2 separate regions of the Mus musculus genome follow, and region 1 is linked to region 2. The links are chromatin contacts, called in public Hi-C maps. All regions are on one chromosome and are shown on one strand. The core of a region is the stretch at or near the end of the contact, and the rest is flanking DNA. Distances in the headings are between cores, read along the strand shown. Region 1 has its middle 20 kb from the start of Nos1ap. Region 2 overlaps Nos1ap (nitric oxide synthase 1 (neuronal) adaptor protein).

What was found. Hi-C and Micro-C count contacts between places; a contact is called where the count stands out from the background.
Region 1: a Hi-C map of liver shows a contact between it and region 2, with 2.2 times the contacts expected there. The contact joins two enhancer-like sites. A contact is called at or near these places in 3 of 39 promoter capture datasets (the HPC-7 cell line, liver and neural stem cells), 9 of 484 Hi-C or Micro-C datasets (the HL-1 cell line, bone marrow-derived macrophages, liver and 3 more), 4 of 115 datasets of contacts at active chromatin or transcription factors (embryonic forebrain, embryonic stem cells, microglia and 1 more) and 2 of 9 other capture datasets (embryonic stem cells and pancreatic islet).

Annotation. Positions count from the first base shown.
Region 1 is chr1:170,606,786-170,612,829 of GRCm38.p6, reverse strand. No RefSeq gene overlaps it. Among named protein-coding and RNA genes, the nearest start is that of Nos1ap, 20 kb to the right of the region's middle. Within about 2 kb of position 4,204, at least 20 of the 459 cell types and tissues checked have an H3K27ac peak or open chromatin away from gene starts, as enhancers often do. A contact at or near this core is called in liver, where this site is marked.
Region 2 is chr1:170,456,570-170,463,635 of GRCm38.p6, reverse strand. All of the region lies in intron 2 of Nos1ap (nitric oxide synthase 1 (neuronal) adaptor protein), which reads left to right. Among named protein-coding and RNA genes, the nearest start is that of Gm46171, 81 kb to the left of the region's middle. Within about 2 kb of position 3,500, at least 40 of the 459 cell types and tissues checked have an H3K27ac peak or open chromatin away from gene starts, as enhancers often do. A contact at or near this core is called in liver, where this site is marked.

The sequences.
Region 1 (6,044 bases), core at 2,955-5,454, 150 kb before region 2:
AAATTTACTTATTTATTTTATGTACATGAGTACACTGTAGGTCTCTTCAGACTCACCAGAAGAGGGCATCATCGGATCCCATTACAGATGGTTGTGAGCCACCATGTAGTTGCTGGGAATTGAACTCAGGACCTCTGGAAGAGCAGTCTGTACTCTTAAAAGCTGAGCCATCTCTCCAGCCCAGATTCTGACTTCTTGCGGCCTTTGAAAGTGTACCTGTTTTGGGCACTATCTCAGTGTCACTAGAAATGTGAAGTTATGACCAAGATGGCTGGCCTAGAAGTATAATGCCTATAGCAACAAAGAAGGAAAATGAGACTCACGCAGTAGATTAAGGGTGGAAAGCTTGGATGATCTTAGTGGAACAAACAGAGCATAAGCAGGGTTTTGGGCTCACTCAGGCTCCATTGAAACCTGGACCTTTGTCTCAGATGAGCTTTCTCTTCACACTCGAGTCCCACACAATGCTCTGCCTCACAGTGACTCACTGGTGTGAGAAGAGAAAACACACGTATGTAGTAGCATTGCTCCTGCATGCGTCAGCCAGGTGAAAGCAAGCAAGCACTGAAGGGCTGGCCCTGGCTGAGGCTGGAAAATGAACAAGGAGGCACAAGCTATGGAGGAAACTCTTTTGTGAAAAGAGAATGTTCCGGCAAGCAGGGGCCCTGGGTCACAGTCCCAAAGTGAGCAGTATGCAGGTTGGACTTGGGATCCAGGCCATTGCAAAGGACACAAGACACTATGTGGAGAGTGATAGAGAGGGTAGTCTTCCCTGCTGTGGTCGCCATACACCAGATGGTGAGAGGAGGTGTGAACTTCTGGATTTCATTGTCACTATGCTGGGGACAACATAAACATTGGGCATTTTGTCTTGTAGTGATGTCAGGTGACCCATGGAGCAGTGAAGCAAGAATGATGTTGGGAGAAGAAAATTGCTCAGAGAGCCTCGGAGTCAATGGGGCCTCTGGGAGCTGTTCTAGAAGGCTTTGCCATCCTAGATTAGCCATCCCTGCTTCCCCAGGGGAACCGTAGAGAAGCAACTTATGTTTCCTTTGGTCTTGGCTTTATAGCTGGTCCTCTTTCCAGAAAGCTCCCCCCACAAAGGGAAGGACAGCAAGTTTACAGAGCAGGTGACAGAACCTGAGGACTAAGGAAAAGGAAGCCCTGGACAGGCTCCTGTGGACAGGCGTGTCTCATCTCCAACCCTGACCCCACTGTTATTACATCTACCTACCTGCTGGGCTGGCCTCCAAACTTGAGCCCACAGTTACATCTACCTGACCTTGGAAAATCTCATAACCCACCTGAGCCTCAGTTTCCTTGTCTACATGAGGGTGGGGGTGGGGGGGGTACCACGATTGCCTCTCCCTCAGAAGTTTCTCATGAGGATCAGCCGAGGTAATGAATTAAAGAGAACTTTGTATGCTCTAAGAAGTGGTTGGACATAAGTCGATCTAAAAGACAGACAGAAGCAGTGGGTATGTATCAGAGAATCAGAATTATTATTCCTCCCATTCTGTGTTTTGGAGAACCCCGAGGTGTTGCCAGAACCCCTTCTAATGGGTGACTGCAGGTGCTGAAGAACTGGGGTTGTAAGAGGCTCAAGAGTGCTCTATATGCGGCTTAAACCCTTGCGTCTGTCTTCACCAGTCTGGTATGGTACTCTAACTGGCTGGCAGAAATCACTTTTTGTCATAAGCTGGGGGCGGTGGTGTGTGGCTGAAGGAGACCTACACATATTGCTTGTAGTTCTCTATTTTGTACAGGAGAACTCCTTCTACCTGGTTTGGTTTCCTACCACTTGTGGCAATCAACAGTAGTAACTGGAAAACCAGTAGGCCACAAATACCTCCCTAGAATACCAGTCTATCCCAGCTACATACTGTGGTTAAATAACCAGGTGAAACAGTCACTCACAGGCAAGTCTAGTCACAGGGCCTAGGAAGAGATATCCTTGGGACTATATTACCAAATTGCCACATCTGGGGTTTGTTTGTTTGATTGGTTTGGGGGGGGGGGCGTGTACGCACACGGGGTAGGAGGCACAATCTAAAAAAGGATCTTGTGGTCCAGTGGTCTTGGACTTGTTATGTAGATGAAGATAACCTTACTCATGATTATCTGTCTCTACCTCCCAGGACTAGGTTACAGTCTTGGGCTACTATGCCAGGTTTAAATTGGATTGGAACCCAGGGACATGCTTGGTAAGCACTCTGTCAACTGAGCCACATCCTGAGCCCTAAAATACATCTCTGAAAGTCTGGGTGACCCTTCTTGCATGCATGAGGTTAACACTCAGTCACTGGGCTCCATCTCCAGGTCCTGGGCGGGCCCTCTTATCTAAGTGCACCACTAATGCAGTCATGATGGGCCTTGGACAGCAAGTGTCTGTTAGGAGCTCACAACGTGATAAGAAATGTGATACATACTTATAAGTAATGCATGATGTCATTGTTTTAAAACATTTATTTTGGTAAAATATACTTAACAAAATTCATCTTAGCAGCCGTTTCCTTCTTTGGAAGATCAGATTCATGTTAATCAAGAGGGAGAAAGGAAGGGGGAAAGGAAATCTACTCTGCTAAAGTTCTCCCAGCATGGCACAAAACTCCCAAGGATCTGGCCTTCAGTTGTGTGTTGGGGCCAGGGGCAGTGAGTGCAAGACCGTGGTTCCAACAAGCAAAGAGGCAGAAGATGCGGTCCTCCCCATCTCAGGCCCCAGACTCAGCCCACTCTCCAGCCCTTGAGCTCTGCAAGTTCAGTGTGCTCCTGGCCCGGGTTCTGCCTCTTCGCCACAAACACCCTCCGTCCTGACAGGGTTAGCAGAAACATGTGTTCTCCACAGACCACAGACAGGCACTTGAAGTGATGCTTGTGTTATGCTTCGATACAGCCAGAAGCCACAGACTAACCCGCTCCAAAATGGTGCTGGCTGCTTGCTTGCCATTGTCAAGTACCCAAGTACCTAGTTTAATATCTAGCATCCCCAAGGTTTATCCAGGTGTTGAGTTCCTCCCTCCCTCCCTCCCTCCCTCCCTCCCTCCCTCTTTCTTTCTTTCTTTCTTTCTTTCTTTCTTTCTTTCTTTCTTTCTTTCTTTCTTTCTTTCTTTCTTTCTTTCTTTCTTTCTTCCTTCCTTCCTTCCTTCCTTCCTTCCTTCCTTCCTTCCTTCCTTCCTTCCTTCCTTCCTTCCTTCCTTCCTTTCTTTCTTTCTTTCTTTCTTTCTTTCTTTCTTTCTTTCTTTCTTTCTTTCTTTCTTTCTTTCTTTCTATGCTTTTTTAGGTTTTGGACACCTAAAAGGACTTCACCATGCAGCACTAGCTGGCTTGGAAACATACCTAAGTTGCTATATAGAGCAGGCTGCTCTTGAACCTGCAATGATCCTCTTATCTCCTGCTCTTGAGCGCCGGAGTGTTAGATCTGCACCCCCACTCCCAGCTAAGAGTTATCTTCATTTTCTTATCTTTTCTCTCATTATTTTGTTTTGTGTTTATGTGTAAGGTTGTTTTGCCTGCATGTACTTCAGTGTACCCCACCCATGCCTGGTCAGAGGTCACAGAGGTCAGAAGAGGAGTCAGATCCCCTGGCACTGGGATTGCAGATGCTTGTGAGCCACCATGTGGGTGCTGGGAACTGAACCTGGCTCCTCTGGAACAGAAACGGTCTCCCCAGCCCCAGGAATTATTTTCTTTTTAGGGTTAATTAATCATGTATATACAACATATTACATTTATCTTCTTATAGATATTTGCTGTTGGAGTCATGTGTGTGTGTGTGCATGTGTGTCTGTCTGTCTGTCTGCTTGTCTCTCCATTGTATATGTCTATAACTATATTTGTGTACAGTATATCTAGTGAGTATCTCTACATGAGCAAATGCAGAAACAATCCCATGGACAAGTTAGACTTTATCATTTTTTCTGTATGATCTCAAAATGAGGAACAACATTTTCCTTTCTCTTTCTCTCTAACGGCTGTAACAGGAGAGGGAAGGCCTTTGTGGAGTGCTCTTCCTTTCTGGCCAGAGATGTATAGTCATAGGACAGAGGTCTGAGTTCAGGAGAGGCGTGAAGCCTGGCTCATGTCCTCCTAAACCTCTATGCTTAAGGTCCTGGAGTTAATTTGGGAAAGGCCCAAGAGCTCACTGGACAACTGAACAGGACTCAGCTGGTAGAGCAAAAGTCAACATGCATTTGGAGAGGAGGTTCTGGTCTCAAGCACATGGACCAATAGCAGCAGCCTGATTGGCTCTGCTCTCTGTCCAGAATGATCTTTTCTGTTCTTGCTTATGAAAGTAATAGAATTCCTCAGTGCTGGGCTCAAATACTGCATCCTTCGTGACACTTTCCCTGGTTCTACATCCCCCACCCCCACCTCTAGCTGCCACACAGAATACCTCACCTATTCTTTAGTTTCTGGAGTCACTTTGACCCCTTAGTTTTTCTGTTTTATTTCTGTACCATGTAAATACCTGCATACCAGTCCTGTCTGGTCATTTAGAGAGGGTTTTGCTATGTAGCCCTGGCTGGCCTTGAACTCATGGCATTGTCTTGCCTCAGTTTCCTAGGTTGGGATTACAGGCATGCACTGCTATTCTGGGGCTGTGAGGTCAGTGTTAACTCCTTGTTTAGATCAAGGTGAATTTCTTGAGAAGAGAAATTATTTCATCTATTTTTTTATTGTCCAGTACAGAGTTAGCAACTAGCAAATATCGACTGACCATGTGGCCAGAAATCTTATGTAACAACGGCATCTGTTAGGTGTTCCCTAAATTCATGCATAATGAGGTAACATCGATCTCCAAGCACCTGGTAAATACAAGAAAAATTTTCCCTGTCTTTGGGATTCAGCTTGAAACCAGCTTCATGAAATCCTTCATTCAATAAAACCTGTCAAAACTTTCATGGGAATAACTATAAAAGTGCCTTGGGTATCCATTGCCCAGGCCTCAAATGGACTCAGGTAGATCTTAATTGTGACCAAATATGGCATTCATTTGTTTTTTCAATTGGCCTCCAAAAGAACTTGAATGTCACAGAATAGTACATGTTTGTTGACTTTAGATGGTCTTAGTTAGAAGATAGGACCAGTTAGGAAATTTCCTTTCATCAGCGGAATGAGTATTGATTTTACATTGATGGATTGATTGTGGCCATGTGTACCACAATACTGTGTGGAGGTCAGAGAACAACTTACAAGGGTTGGTTCTCCCTTTCTTGCATGAAGGTCCCAGGGGTCAAAATCTGGTCAGCAGGCTTGGTTGACAGGTCCTTTTATCTGCTGAGCCATACTGCAGGTCTAAGTTTTAATTTTTTTATTTTTGACAAGGGGTCTTTGTGTAGCCCAGGGTGACCTCAGAGTCACAACGTACCTGGAGTTGACCTTTAGTCTCTGGTCAACCTGCTCTCTCTCCCGTGTGCTGGGATTACAGTTATGTGGTACTCAGATCAAACTCAGGGTTTTAGGCAAACACTCTGAACTGAGCAATGTTGTTGCGGGAAGTATTACAAATACAACTGCCAAGTTCCCATGCTCCATCCAACTACTCTCTACCCGCCAACTCTCCGGCGGGGCCAGAGCTGCAGAGTTCCCTTCGTTGCCACGCCAGCCCCATGCAATGACCATCCACCCTGTGGTCAGCCACCACAACACCCAGTAACCCTGTAGAAACAAAACTCTAGAAGCTTTCCATTAACAAGGCAGATTTATATATCAATAAAGTCTCAATTCACAAGATGCTCACACAATAATTTCAGGGTCAATTGATAATGATACAAGCTGCCACCTAGATTAGACAAGTTATCCCAATTACTGTATCCTTTATGATATCATATCTACCTGTGGCTATTTAAAGCCACCCTGGTTCAGGATCTTCTTCCATGGTCCATCCTCCATCTTACTTTCCTCCCCCCTCCTCCAAGTCACTCTTTGTCCTTGCAACTCTTCTCTTCACCTCCCTTTTCCCTGTTCAATCACAGGCCTTCTGCTGCACTAATATTTTAATGTAATTGGACAGGGAAAATCCTGCCACACGACATTCCTAGCCT
Region 2 (7,066 bases), core at 2,251-4,750:
GAGTATTTATCATTGTGTGTGGGGGGGTGGGGGTGGGGAGAGGCGTGCCATCATGGCAGGTGTGTAGAAGTCACAGGACAACATGATCCAGTGAGCTCTCGTTTTCTACTCTGTGTTTGTTTTTCAAGACAGTATTTCTCTGGCTATTCGGGAACTCAACTTATGGAAAGAGAAATTTATTTTCTTGTAGCGAGGCTGGCCTCAAACTCACAGAGACCTGCCCTTCTGTCTTCAGAATGCTAGGACTAAAGGCATGTACCACCATGCCTGGCTTCCCTTTGACTTTATCCTGGGTTCTCACAGTCTAACTCGGGTCATCAGGGTCTGTGGGAAGCACTTTATCCCCTGAGGCATTGGGCTAGCCTCCTCTCCCTCTGAGGCATTGGGCTAGCCTCCTCTCCCTCTGAGGCATTGGGCTAGCCTCCTCTCCCTCTGAGGCATTGGGCTAGCCTCCTCTCCCTCTGAGGCATTGGGCTAGCCTCCTCTCCCTCTTCCGACAAGCCTGCAGCCTTATTGGATTAAGACATTCCCTACCTTGTTTAATCATTGTCCCGTAACAATTTACAATGACATTGAGGGTGAACGCTTCAATAGGCAGATTCAGGGACGTGTATAATTTAGTCCATGTTATTTGGTGTTTTCTTAGAAAACAGTAGCCAACTTTCTGGGGATACAAACAAACAAACAAACAAACTTAGCATCCTGGTTCTCTTCCCCTGGCATTTTCCTCACAATGTGGGAGCCTCTTACCTTCCTCTCCATGTAATTCTGTTCTCAAAAAAATAGCATACCATTTCCTCATTAAGAAAAACGGATAAGGGTGTAGGTTTTATACATGTCATGCCATGGACATGTGGGAAGCTAAATTAAGGCTGTCCACCAGGGTGGCTTGTGTTTTAAGTTAGTCCTGTTGGCCTTCCTCTCCTTAAAGATGATTTTTCTAAAGACAAAAACAAAGACTCTAAAAGATGAAATGGCTGGAATGAGATCCAAAGAATACTTAGCCTAGCTCCTCATCTCTGGTTGATAGTGCGGTGGTGAACTTCTGGGCAGATATACGGAAGGAGATATTTTGCCTAGATTGTCGAGTCACCCTCTTTTGTTCTGCTTTGTGTTTGAAGGGACAGTGAGAGGCAAGTCAGCTCTCCCTCCAGCCTCTGCTAGCAAGGTTTCCATGGTATTTGTCTTAGTTTCAAACCTTCTGAAGTTCTAAAACATCATGACAAAAGCCACTTTAGGGAGAAAGGGTTCATTTAACTCTCAGTTTCAGGTTACACAGTCCGTCATGCTGGGGGAAATCCCAGAGGCAAACTGGAAACAGCTGGTTCCTTTAAGTCCACAGTCAGAAGAGAGGAATGAGTTTTTGCATGCTAGTTTAGCTGACTCCCTCTTAGACAGGCAGGGAAATGCTAGGATGTAGAGGGGAAAGAAGTTAGCTTGTCCCACCTGCAAGTAGATTAGTCCCCTAAGACCTGCTCAACAAGAGGGAAAGCATGTCTGGTACTGGTAACCTAGCCTAACTACTCAGTGCTAGTGAAGCATCTACAGCTACTACCTTACTAAACTAGCATAATCCCTAGCAACAATTTATAAACACTTTCCCATGTACCTCAGATAAGTGTATTCTTCACCCCTCATCAAGAAAAATTCCCTTTGCAACAGAAACCATTACAGAAAACCACAACGAATGAAAATGCAAAGTTATAGACCTCAGTCCCAATGAATACATCTACAAACTCATGTCTAAAGCTGGGGAATTATTCATGAAGAAGGAAAGGAAAGATTGATTGTAAGAGCCAGGTGTTTGGGGAGTTTGCTGTCAGATTGTGTCTCCTAGAAATGCCAGAAGCTACACACCCATAAAGTCTCACCAACATGTCTGCCCAAATGACAGCTGAACCAACCAGAATGACACCAAAGGACATGTCAGTGTGGACCGGAAAAGTGCTCAAGGGCCGAACCCTACACAAAGAACTATAGGCAACTGAGAAAAGTTGGGAGCAGGAGAGATGGTTTTCCAATGGTTGTCCAGTGTCAAATGGTCAACCCTGAAGACATACATACAGTTAACATTATATAGACTCAGCATGTTATGCTTAGGGATATATATGTATATATATTTAGGGATATCTGCATATGTTTATACATAAAGTCATGCCATAACCATCAATGAAAAAAGCCATGAATTTGAAGGAGATTGGAAGAGTTTGGAGGGAGGAAAGGGAAGGGAGAAGTGTTGTAATTATAATCACCAACATAAAAAAAATAAGAAAACAAAGCACAGTCCTCTCTGTACATCTGTACATCTGTATGCTCCTCCCTCACATCCTCATCAACAGGTAAAGATCGGGGACCTCTGAGCAGCTGAGGATTGGGGTGGGCGATATGTAGGCTCTGAGTCTGTCTTCTTCCCCCAAACCTGGTAACAGACGTGCATTTAGAAATGGTAGGGAAACAGAAGCCCACAAGGTGACAGCAGATGGTAACTGTGAGAAGCTTAGATTTTTGTAAGGCAAAACAGTTTAGGAGACCTAACCATGGGTGGAGATCTGGGAAAGAGGCAGTGGGATGAGAGAGGGGTGACATGTGGCGTGTCTAGGAAGATTGTCCCCTGTCCCCATTCTGCTCAGGTCGTTCTTACACCCTGGACCCTCCCTGGACTTCTGCTGTTGCTATATAACTAGTGTACCTTAGTCATACTTACGTACAATATACAGTTCACAGACAATACCAGTTACTTGGAGTCTGGAGACTACTTTGAAAGCTTCTTTATGGCTACTTTGAGTTTATAGCCACAAACTACAGACTGTTGCCCAGCGTAACCATTTCTGACTATTCTGTAATATGGCACAGTGGAGGTAGGGTATTATGTCTGGGCAAAGTGGGTGGTTGGTATCCCTGGACATCGGGGCAGAACAGGCTGCTCCCCCTAGTCTCCAGGAATCTATATACAGTTAGGGAGTCCTGGAGAGCCTGGAACCCAGGTCTGTTTCCTTAGGAAGTGAACATGTGATCACGACCCCTTCATTAGTTCCATCCACATTTAAATAGTATTTAAGTAGATTGGCAACACTCATCCCTACCACTGGCCATAATAACCACCTTCATTTCCTGTGCACAACCTTTCCCTCTTTAATAATCAGCTCCTTTGTTTTACTCCTTTTGTTCAGTGGTGGATATACTGGGTACTGCCAGCTCACAGGAGTTTCCCACTGACCCTGTGCAGGCCTATTTGCTGGCAGATTACTCACCTGGAGTTGCCTGAAGCAGGAAGCTGAGCCTTCCACCTTCACTCTGACTGTTTTAGTGAAGGAGGTTGTGCCAGCCCCCCTCCCCGCCCCCTGATTGACATCTGATTGTCCAGTCCATGCTATGCAGTGAACTGGGTAGTTTTGAAGTTCTCTACTGGATGAATTATGAGCTTTCTTGACTTTGGTCAGGATGCCTGGAGTCTGTCCCAGCTTGGGCAGGTGCTGTGCCAACCTCCCTGGCATGTGCCCGTGCCAGCGGATTTTACTATTGACCCATAGCTCTCCCTTGGAAATACCAAGCATGGGTCTCTGGAGAAGGCTCTGCCACTCGTGTAGCTCTCAAAGGCTGCCTTTGTCTAGAGGCATGCCTGTCTCAATGGAGCCTGATAAATAGCCAGCTCATTTCTCCTGTAAACTGAAATGAAAGAGCCTCGCCTGCTTGAAGTGACTTTCCTTGTCTCCTCTCATATTCTTTGTTCAAGTTTATTTAATGAATATCTGTTTAACTCCATGGATCTAGTGCTGTGCCAGGCACTATAATGGGGGACAGAGAAGTAGAAGTTTGTAGTCCCTGCCCTCCAGGACCTAAGATGTCTGGAGGACGTGGTGAAAACATGGTATGTGCACATCAAAACCATCAAAGGCCATATAAAATTGAAATCAATTAAATGTCAAGTAAACGTGTTGTCCTTTTGTTATTTTTCGGGGGCCAGGGTTGTTATTGTTATTGTTGTTGTTGTTGTGGGGTTTTTTGGTGTGCATCATGGGCTTAATTTCTATTGCCCATAGTGTTCAGAGGAAGCCCTTTTGTTCAGTCCTTTTAAGGTACTGATTTGCTAAGTCATTCATTCATTCATTCATTCATTCATTCATTCATCCATTCATTGCCAATGTCACATGTATCCTTTACCAAGCTCTGTGCTAGATGCTGGGGAGATGTGTGTGCAATGTGGTCCTCTCCAGGCTCAGTCGATTGGAGGTGAGGGAGAAAGATAAGGACACAGAATAGCAGTCATTGCTGTACCAGAGGCCGGAATAAAGCATCCTGCAAACAAGAGGATGGAAGAGCTGCTTTGCATCTGGGTTTTGATTTGACTTGATAATTTGTCTTCTCTTCAAAATAGCTCTCAGTGTTCCCCTTCTCTGCCCACCACTCAGATGGCTGAACAATCTCCGTCTTCTACCAGCCCACTGGTCTCGCTCCTGTTGTGAGGTCCTTTACTCCATGAGTCCTTGCATCTCCCCCTACCTCTCCTCTCATATCAGATATTTACTGTTCTCCAATGTGCCTAGGAAACATCTTACAGAGTTATCATTTTGCTTACTTTTTGTATCTAAACTATTATAAACTAGTATAAGGAATGGCTGACAGCTCATGGGGTTTCTGACTCTATGTTTAGATTTGCATATTTCTCCTGCATAGCGTAGTTGCTTGCCTTGAGTTACCAATACGCCATTGTTATTAATGAATTCTTAACATTATTTTGGATTGTCACTTTCTTCCTCTCTCTAGGGCTCAGCAGATGGAATAGTAAGAATAATAAAATATTATTCTGATTTTGCCCCTGTCAGCTGTAATATCTTATGTTTTCCTTAAGACTTTCCCCAAGAATTTGTGAGTGTCCCTGGTAGATATCTCATTTTTTTCTCAAGGCTAGGTAAGTTTAGGATGCCTTCAGCTATGGTGCCTGCATGAACTCTCAGCCAAAGAGTCAACAAGTCCCAGGATGTACCTCCCTGAGGACCTGAGACTTGCTGTCTCAGAGTTGGGGCTAGTGCCCTGCTGTGGCTCTGGTACTGCACTGTTTGAAACTGCCTTGCTGGCATGTTAGTGACCTTGCTGACCCTTATTGAAGTGAGATCACCTTAACCTGCTGCACTGCGCTGGATTCATTGCGTGAGCCCAGAGCCATTGTCTGTGGTTCTCAGACTTCTCCATGGTCTTTCCCTGAGATGTAAATGTGAGAACCAGGATGCCAACCCGGTGGCAGTCTGAGTAGCGGGTGATACGTTATGCTCGGAACTGCCCTGTGTTTGGTTCAAGCTTGAGCTTTCCATTCTCTTGCCCCAGAAGAATAGATTCTTCCAACAGGTCCTCCTGTCCATCATCTGGATGGCTCCTGACAGAATGGCCTCCTGGATCCTTCACTTACCCTCAGATCAGCTTGATTCTTCCAGTGAATGCACTGTAGGCTCAAAGGAGATAGTGCAATCTTCTTTCAGAACATTGGGAGAACAGGGGAGAAAGAAAATGACAACTCACTATCTTTATCTTGGCTGTATTTCTGCCAGCTTTTTTAATGTAAGTATTCATTCTGTAACTGTACCATGTAGCTTTTAGGCCATCCCCAGTGTGTGTGTGTGTGGGGGGGTGGTGGTGGTGGTGGTTTGTGTGCAGCTTCTGGTGTGTTTGCCGGTGTGTGGTATGGTAAGGAGAGCCAGTGCAGGGCCCTCATGTGTACCTCTGTTTCTTTCTCAGAATTCCTGTCCCGATCATCACTCTTGGGCCAGTGACATTTGTTTACATTCCTTTGCCTCTGCCCTATGCTCATTCCTCAGATGCCTTCTGGGGTTGCTTGCTCGGTGTGGCTCACTATCCTGAGCTACCAGTCTCCCATTCCTACCCTACCCTTTTCCTAAAAACCCCTGCTGGATACGTCCTCTAGCCCACCTACCAAGAGAAAAACCTAAAATAGGAATTCAGAAAGAAGCCTCAGATGGGGCTGGAGCTTGTCTCGGGGTCTGTGTTAGGCAAACTCTCCAGGTTAAAGCTATAGAGGAATAGGTACTGCTGATAGGAAAGCATTGATAAATTGATTTGTTGATAATCTCATATTCTCTCTCTCTCTCTCTCTCTCTCTCTCTCTCTCTCTCTCTCTCTCTCTCTCTCTCTCTCTCTCTCTTTCTCTCTCTCTCATAGTGACTTTACATTGCCTGGGCTAACCTTGAACTCATGATCATCCTGCCTTAGCCTCCAGAGTCGCTAGGGGTCATAGGTGTGCGCTGTTAAGCTTCACTATGGTTGTTTTCGTCTGTGCCTCAGTGATCATGGAACTCTTTCCCTGTAGCGTGGATCTGATATTTTACTACCGCAATCTTGGTGACGTGCACTTTAATTGTGGTCTTATCTCTGCCGCTTGGTCCTGTTAGAGTCTGTAGGTGAGTTGCTTAACCACTGTGCTTTAGCTTCTTCATTTGTCAAATGGCAACGTAAACACATACACGTGTTTGCAGACAACACCCGAAGCCTGCTATTAGTCTAGGAGTGCCATGGCCTGGAAGAGGAAAATGATTCTGTTACAAAGAAGTGTAAGTGTTAGAATGTTGTAAGCATAAGCTGTAAGTGTAAGTGTTATTAGAATGTTAACTGTGGAGCCCCGGCAGACTTAGTTCACATCTCGGCTCTGCCATCATCACTTCCTCCTGGGTGAGTTTACTGATTGCTCTTCCCAAGGATCCTAGGGTAATAGTGCTTAGCACACCTATAAGAATTATTGCTGATATCATCTCTAAAGGCCCTCTGTCAATAACCTTTGACAGCTGTTTACAGAAAAGTCCCAAGTGACTCACTCAGAAAGGAAGGGAGTTGGTGTCTATTGGGCGCTATCTGCGTGATGGCACAGCTTGGTATATCATGTCTGAGTTTTATCTCTCTTAGCCAACGAAACTGAAGCTGTGAGGTAAACTTAGCGAGACTCAGACTTCCCTAACTCCAGTTGGTGCTGTTGTGTTGTGTTGCTGCTTCCCATGTGGGTCGCCAAACCTCTGCTGTCACCTTCTGGGTCAGTCACTACTGTGGCCTCACGAGCATGAGT